2 separate regions of the Sus scrofa genome follow, and region 1 is linked to region 2. Evidence: chromatin contacts called from public Hi-C data. All regions are on one chromosome and are shown on one strand. The core of a region is the stretch at or near the end of the contact, and the rest is flanking DNA. Distances in the headings are between cores, read along the strand shown.

Region 1 (3,985 bases), core at 839-3,338, 48 kb after region 2:
GAAATGTCTATTCAGGTCTTCTACCTATTTTTTAATTGGGTTATTTGGTTTTTTGCTGTTGAGTTGTATGGGTTGTTTGTATATTTTGGAGATTAAGTCCTTGTCAGTTGCATCGTTTGTAACTATTTTCTCCCATTCCATAGGTTGTCTTTTTTTTTTTTTTTTTATGGTTTCCTTTGTTGTGCAAGAGCTTATAAGTTTGATTACATCCTATTGGTTTATTTTAGTTTTTATTTCTATTGCCTTGAGTGACTGACCTAAGAAAACGTTTGTACAGTTGATGTCAGAGAATGTTTTGCCTATGTTCTCTTCTAGAAGTTTTATGGTGTCATGTCTTAGGTTTAAATCTTTAAGCATTTTGAGTTTATTTTTGTGCATAGTGTGGGGGTAATAGTGAGTTTTAAAGTCACTTGAAACGAGTCCTCTCTTTGAGGTTTTTCCTACCAACTCAGTTCATAGTTAGATTCCTTGCCTTCCATTTTATTTTGACTTTTAGATACTGCTTTTTAATATAATTGTTTTATTAAGTAATAAAAAAAATTGGGAATTTCCTGTTGTAGCTTAGCGGTCACGAGCCTGACTGATATCCATGAGGATGCGGGTTCAATCTCAGGCCTCACTCATTGGGTTAAGGATCTGACGTTGCTGTGAGTTATGGTGTAGGTCACAGACCTGGCGTGGCCGTGGCTGTGGTGTAGGCCTGCAGCTGTGGCTCCAGTTCAACCCCTTGCCTAGGAACTTCAATATGCCACAAATGTGACCCTAAAAAGCAAAAAAAAAAAAAAAAAAAAAAAAATTGTTTCCAAACTCAAATTTGTAAAATAAGAAATAGAGTAATTCAGCTTATATCCCTGTTCCTTCTGCATAGTTCCTTCCTATAGGTAACCATTCTTTTCAGGTTTGGCTTCCTTTTTTCAGTATGAACAGTAGTGGGTGAGAACCCAGGCCTTTTTGACTTCCCAGTCCACATGTTTTATAGGAAGAATGAAGTCTTTGACATGCACCAGCTCATTTAGGTTTACAGCCAGCCTTTCTGGTCAGTGCTGTTATGTTCCCATCGTGCAGGCTTTACCTCTCCTTCCTCTTTGCTTCTGTGGTATTCAATCTATAGCTCTATTATGGCACCTATTATCCTATTACTTGGAAACTCCTGAGGGCAAGGACTAGCATGTTTTTATTTCCTGTCTGGTGCATAGCACTGTACCAGACATGTAGCAGACATTGAGATGTATGTTGAATAAATGAATAAAAGACTGAACATCTCAACCGGGGAATAAAGATGGACTTTGGTGTAAAGGCATGGGAGTTTAGAGTCCTAGTGCTGCCACCTGCAGTTACAGCCAGTCTGCTTTAAAAAGTGCAGACTGAAAAGTGGAGCATAATTGGCTCAGACTTCTCCTGGGATCAGGGCACATGTAAATCTCTTTAATTCCTGCCCTTCACCGAGCCAGAGAGAGTGGGTGCTTGCGCCCGGTGGTCAGAAATCTGGGTTCATCTTGGCTGTTGTTGAGTATGGGGGTGCTCATGGGCAGTAGTCTCTTAACCTCCTCGTGCTCCATCTCCCCGTCTGTAAGATGGGGGATAACAGTGCCTACGTCATAGGATTGTTGTGAGGAACTGGCACAGTTCCTGACACATGGTTAAGCACCATGTAAATATTTGCTGTGAGTAGTAATAGTAGTAGAGTTAATATCATTTTGGTAAAGATTAAGCTATTTAAACATTGGGGTCCTCAGGACCACCCCTGCATTCAAAGATTCACTAGAAGGACCCCAAGGACTCGGCTTATAGTTGTCCTCATGGGAAGATTTACTGCAGTGATGTAAGGATGCTCAGCTGTTCAAAAGAGGAAGACACGGGCAGATCTGGACGCTTCCTCCTGCTCTCCTGCCCGCGAGGGCTCATAGAGCACAGCCCCTTCCACACACACACAGCTGTAAAACACAGCAACATGTGTGTGATGTTTCTGCCTGGGGAAGCCCATCGGAGATTCGGGGCCCAAGATTTGCACTGGTGGCTGGTCACACAGGCACCTACTGCTTAGCACATCCTAAGATCCCTGCCCCTATCAGGAGGAAAGCAGGTGCTTGGCGTGAAGCGTGTTGTTTGCACAGACACAGGGAGCCACCCCTAGCACTTAACTCTTGACCGTGGACAGTCGGAGCCTAGTTCTTGGCCCCCAGCCAGAGCCAACCTCTCGGGTCTTATTAACTCTTTTCTGCTCAGGGTGAAGAAATGCCATTCTCTGCCCAGAATCAGACCGTGTTTATTCTGTGGTACTGGATATGGAGGCAGGGTGCGGGCTGATTCAGTGCTTTTCATCTTTGCTGTTTTTCTTTTCCAGAATGGCTTTGACTACCTGCTGACGTACAGTGACAATCCCCAGACTGTGTTTCCTCGCTACTGCGTTAGTTGGATGGTTTCCAGTGGTGAGTGGGTACTTGCGTATAAGTACAGGGCCTGGGCTGAGCATTTTTTTTCTCTAGATTTTTAGTGGCATCAAAGAGATTAGTACTTGTCTCTCTGGAGCCTTTTCGAGAACATTCTTAAATGCCATTTTGAAGATATCAAAGCTTCCAGCTGCAGTTTGGACGGATGAGATTTCTGGAGTCCCAAAAAAGAACTTGTGCCCAGAGGGAAGTTGAACAATATTTGCTTAATGCCATCAGTATGGACTGTGTGCACTGATACATTTAATTTTTTTATTAGATGTGTTGGAAGCCACAAAACCTAGCACAGAAAATGTGGTTATAGGATAGTCACCTGGAGAAGGGCCCCCCCGCCCTTGTTACTTACAGAGGCCGCACCTCCCTGCCATCACTGCCCCTCTCCCTTCTAGTCTCTCGACTTAAAAGCAGCCTCGTGATTTTCTTCTCTCTGGTTCCCTCTGGGGGAGAATGGAGAGGAGCTTCGTTGTTTCTGTTTGACATCCTCTGACAGAATTGGCAGATACTTAGGCTGTGCCACTGATGATCAGTCATATTTTAATCACTTAAAAGAGAGCCTTTGGGACTCATGTGGCCTGATCAGAACCCCTGGTTGTCTGTCAGTCAGGTGGTGATCTCTGTAAGGAGGCCCTGGCTCCCAATGAGGAAAGGTACCTAGGCCCTTCTAATTTGGCACCCACTGCTGGTTTGTGTGTTGTCCTACCCAGACTACCTTCTCTCCCGACAGGCATGCCAGATTTCCTGGAGAAGCTGCACATGGCCACTCTGAAAGCCAAGAACATGGAGATCAAAGTGAAGGACTATATCTCGTCTAAGCCTATGGAAGTGGGGAGTGAAGCCAAGGCCACGGCCCCATCTTCCGAGCGGAAGAGTGAGGGTAGCTGCGGCCCTGCCCGGATCGAGTATGCTTGAAGACCTTTGGGATAAGGAGGGACAGGCTGCTTCCAGCCCGGGCTCTTATCACTCCGCTGCAGAATGGGGCGTGTATTAGAAGGTGTCTGCTGTAACCACCAGTGCAAGATAATTCAGTACTTGTGTCCGGTCTCATTCAGAGCCCTGCTGCTCTTTATCAAAGCAGGAGGAGGAGGAGGCATCTGGGGGGACATTGTCATGTTCTCAGGCCAAGCATTTTGATTTGCTTGTTTCACTGAGCAAATCTGGAACCAGCCGCTCACCTCAGGCCAGAGGGGACAACCTCTTTTGCTTCCCTGAGCGGTGTCCTCTGCCCACATTCCATTCTCAGCCTCAGTTCTGCAGCACTTTGGGTTTCCTTCAGTTCTGGAGGACCAACTGGACGGTCGAGTCCCAGCGGGGGTCATGGGAGCGCTCTTGGTCGGAGTCCTGATCTTGAGCGGGTGTGAACTGTTGCTTGGCAGTGCAAGTGCCTTGTCCTCACCTCGCTCCCATCTCTAGGGACATAGAGTTTGTACCAAGAACTGTCTCTCTTTGCCTCCCATTCACACTGCGTTGACTCACCCACCCAAAGCAGTTTCCTTTCAATTGGCCAGTTCTTCTGTATTCATGTGCTCTATTAATTC
Region 2 (3,761 bases), core at 702-3,201:
AGGGTACCTGACTCTTACCTCCTGGCTTGGGTGCCAAAGCACATGCTTGACATCCTGTGTATGGGAGTTGAGGACACTGACACATTCATACTCATCTTCTTCATCGACTGCGGCAGAAAAAAGAAGGGAGCTTATAAGGGACACGGGTGGGATCTGATGGCTGGTTCTCAACTGTGCCTGGAGGGACTCACCTTCCCAGACCCACACACTCTTATCTCGGCTGCAGGTAGCAAGGAGGTTGCCAGATGGGGCCCAGGCTACTGACTTGACCTCATTTTCATGGCCTTCTAGAGTGGTTACACACTGTGAAAAGGGAAGAGGGACAGGAATCAACGTCATCTAAGACTCCTGCAGTCCTCCTGGGTACAGCCTTACCCACTCAGGTCAGTTCAGGTTCCAACAATCCTGGCCCCATCCAACCCAGTTACCTCAAAGTCATCCTTGTTTTTCTTCCAAATGCAAGTGGTGGCATCAAAGCTGGCAGAAGCCAGGTAATTTCCACAGGGAGACCAGGCCACCTTCCGTACGGTGCGCTGGTGGCCTTCACAGAGGACAGATTTGCAGATCCAGCTGTCGCCTAAAAGCAGAGAGCAGACCAGGCTCTGGAGCTGGGTGCACAAGAAGATACTGAAGTACTAACGATGCCACTGGGTAATGGGGACCAGTATTGGAGCCCAGCTGAGAGGGCAAAGTTCAGTGGGTGTATTTAACAACATGCTTTCAGAAAGCTGTAACTGAATCCACTTCCTTAGGAGGCATCTTTCTAAAACAAATGAGGAGTTGCCCTCCTGATTTAAAACTGTCAGTGGTGGAGTTCCTGTTGGGGCTCAGGGTTAAGAACACGACTAGTATCCATGAGGATGCGAGTTGGATCCCTGGCCTTATTCAGTGGGTTAAGGATCCGCTGTTGCAGTGTAGGCTGCAGATGCAGTTCAGATCAGTGTTGCTGTGGCTGTGGCGTAGGCTGGCAGCAGCAGCTCCGATTTGATCCCTAGCCTGGAAACTTACATAGGCCTCGGATGCGGCCCTAAACAGTCAATGGCTCTCAAATACCGTTGGGACAAAATGTAAACTTCATCGTCTGTCGCAAAATACTCTGCAGGCTACTTTCCTACCACCTTCTCTCATTTTCCTGCCTCAGAAACTGTCATAATTCCCTATTTCGGCCATCTACTGACATCTTTGCTTCTAGCCAGAAAAACCAGAGAGTGGCTAATGTCCAACTCGAAAGTGGCTCCTCCATCTTCTCCCTCGGCCAGTGACCCCGCCTTTCTGAATCTGCTGCCCCGCAGGCTGCGCACTCCCAGAGCATGGTACCCACACCAAGCACACGTAGATCCCTCGGCGGCAAGCCGGGACCGGCCTTACCCTCTCTGCCCCAGATGCGGACGCTACGATCGCCACCGCACGAGGCCAGCAGAGTTCCCGCGGGGTTCCAGGCCAGGAACCAGCAGCGGGAGTCCGGGTGCGCCGGGATACGGCCAAGCAGCACCAGCGAGTCCTTCATGGCGGCCTGGCGCAGAAAGTGGTGAGCAGAGACAGCACTGCCGACTGCGGCTCCCACCACGCAAACCTGCTTCCGCCCAAGGGCCGCGGGTTCTCTTAGGAACTAAAGGGTCCGCTGCTGCGGCCGCGCTGCCCTCTGGGAGTTGTAGTCGGTCCTTAGCCACCCCTCTCCAGTCCCCACAGCGGAAAACATCGCGGTATCGGCTAGAACTACCAGTCCCGTGAGGCCTTGCGCAGGGGACCGGCGGCGCGCCCGGGCTGTGTCTGGCGCGGGGGACGGGGCGGGGAGCCGGAGGAGGCGGGGGCAGAGGTGTAGAAGCCGGAAGTGGATCGGGCCCGGGTCTGTCCGGGCGTTGCGGGTTTGGGGCCTGGGAACGGTCGGCCCCGCAGAGCTGAGGAGCCCTTGACGGGACGGAGCGACGCCATCCAGACACTTAAGGCCTGCTGACTGGTAAGGATTAGGAGTTAGTGAGAGGCGGGTCCTTTCTGGGTATAGGTCGCACCCCAGAGCGCCGTTCCCAGATCCTGGGTCCCCGATCCCTGCGGCCCAGGCTAGTTCTCCGCGCTTCGACTCCCTCTGGCCAAGACCCCTCTGGTCAAGACTCTCTTCCACCAGTAACGGATACCTTCGTCCCAGCCTTCTCCCTACTCCGCTCTGCCGAGATGCAGCGGGCCCCTAGCCCTCTCCCGGTCCTCATCCCGCACCTCCGCAGTCCCACTCCAGGGACCCGGTCCCAGTTCCCTAACCCCCGCAGCTCTCGGGTCTCAGCTCGGCCCTCTGTCCCACCCCTGTCCTCATCAGCATGGACCCTGACAGCTTTGCTCCAGCCTTACCTGCTGCGAACCCAGTGCGTTGCTCTCCTCCCCTGGACAGGCAGGCTCTGTGCGCCCCGCGGAGGTCGGCGGCGACCAGCAGCGACCGCGGAGCTACGGCGGGCGGCCCCGGGCATGTACGCCCCCGGAGGCGCAGGGCTGCCCGGCGGGCGCCGGCGGAGGAGCCCGGGAGGCAGCGCTTTGCCCAAGCAGCCGGAGCGTAGCCTGGCCTCAGCCCTACCGGGTGCCCTGTCCATCACCGCGCTGTGTACTGCCCTCGCCGAGCCTGCCTGGTTGCACATCCACGGTGGCACCTGTTCCCGCCAGGAGCTGGGGGTCTCCGACGTGCTGGGCTACGTGCACCCGGACCTGCTGAAAGGTGAGGGCGCTGCGCGCCGGCCCTCTTCTTTCTGGGCAATAGGGCCTCCTCTTCCGAGAGCGAATGTGGTGCGGGCTGGAGCTGAGATAGCCTGGAGCAGGCACTTGGTTGAAGGAAACAGCCCGATTCCTGCCCACCAGGTGGCTCTGTTTGGGGTCCGGCCGCTCATTAATTCTGATGTTATTCAGCCAGGCTCCCACTCCTCAACGCCATGCTAATCTGAACTGCTATTTTAGGATTCTGCCGGAGGAAGGGCGCTGTGTATCGGAAAGAAGATAAGGGTTCTTGCTAGGCATCACAATTAGCTGTTTCCGTCTAAGGAGCCTGTGGGATATAGGAAGGTTTCTTTGGGGCCAACTGATTGATGGAGAAAAAGGAAGTTTTAAATACTGCTAGATTTTTAGAAATATTTTTGAGTTCTATAGTAATTGAATTGTTGTTAGAGGAAAAAGGGAGTCTATGGTATTTTCAATAAGCAGAAGTCAGTTCCATTGCCACCCTCAGTAAAACAGTTGGAATTTGGCTCTTGGAAGCCTTGCAAGTGTGCTGGAATGAGGTAAGGTTTGTTGCTTTGTTCATTATCATGCTTCCCAGCCAGAAAGACAGAGGAAAGGGGAAAAGGATCGCTGTCTTTACTGGACACAGGAGGCGGGGAGCTCATCCTGTCCTAGCCCTGTTGCCAGTAATGACCATAAAGCCTGCTGTGTGGTGGGAGAGCTGGATGGCCTTTTCTGGCTTTTACAGGGAAGACCAGTCAGTGGATTCCAAACAGCCCTAGTAACAGCAGAGTTCATTACTCCCGAGGTTTTTTGAGCTTTTCTTGAAGGTCTTTCTGTTTTCTCCCTATGCCACTCCCTGGCTCTAATTCATTCCAGATGCTTACTGCCCTACCTATCAGAAGCCTCTCCTGTTAGATATCTTCACATTGCCTTTTTAAGGATTCAGGTACTGAGATTTGATGAAAAGGTCAAATTCTTCTTCGTGCCTTGGATCATATACCACTTCTGTAGGTTGTGGCTGAAAAGCCCTATCCTTGTGACATATAATGTTGTCTTTCTCTGAG

The links. A called contact is a pair of places that touch in the nucleus more often than the background predicts.
Region 1: a contact with region 2 is called in a Hi-C map of blood, with 2.2 times the contacts expected there. The contact joins the enhancer-like site here to the promoter of CIAO1 in region 2. A contact is called at or near these places in 2 of 5 promoter capture datasets (fetal liver and liver), 13 of 47 Hi-C or Micro-C datasets (alveolar macrophages, blood, epiblast stem cells and 7 more) and 2 of 2 datasets of contacts at active chromatin or transcription factors (alveolar macrophages and skeletal muscle).

The regions. Positions count from the first base shown.
Region 1 is chr3:47,012,638-47,016,622 of Sscrofa11.1, forward strand. TMEM127 (transmembrane protein 127) reads left to right here. Exons shown (of 11, transcript XM_021087100.1): 10 at 2,345-2,429; 11 at 3,175-3,985. It overlaps STARD7 (stAR-related lipid transfer protein 7, mitochondrial), which reads left to right. Exons shown (of 8, transcript XM_003124844.6): 7 at 2,345-2,429; 8 at 3,175-3,985. The coding sequence ends at 3,359. Among named protein-coding and RNA genes, the nearest start is that of STARD7, 22 kb to the left of the region's middle. Within about 2 kb of position 2,089, at least 2 of the 83 cell types and tissues checked have an H3K27ac peak or open chromatin away from gene starts, as enhancers often do.
Region 2 is chr3:46,965,052-46,968,812 of Sscrofa11.1, forward strand. It overlaps CIAO1 (probable cytosolic iron-sulfur protein assembly protein CIAO1), which reads right to left and starts at 1,952. Exons shown (of 6, transcript XM_013995867.2): 1 at 1,369-1,952; 2 at 429-577; 3 at 19-303. The coding sequence starts at 1,507. TMEM127 (transmembrane protein 127) reads left to right here and starts at 1,807. Exons shown (of 11, transcript XM_021087100.1): 1 at 1,807-1,957; 2 at 2,381-2,698. The coding sequence starts at 2,455.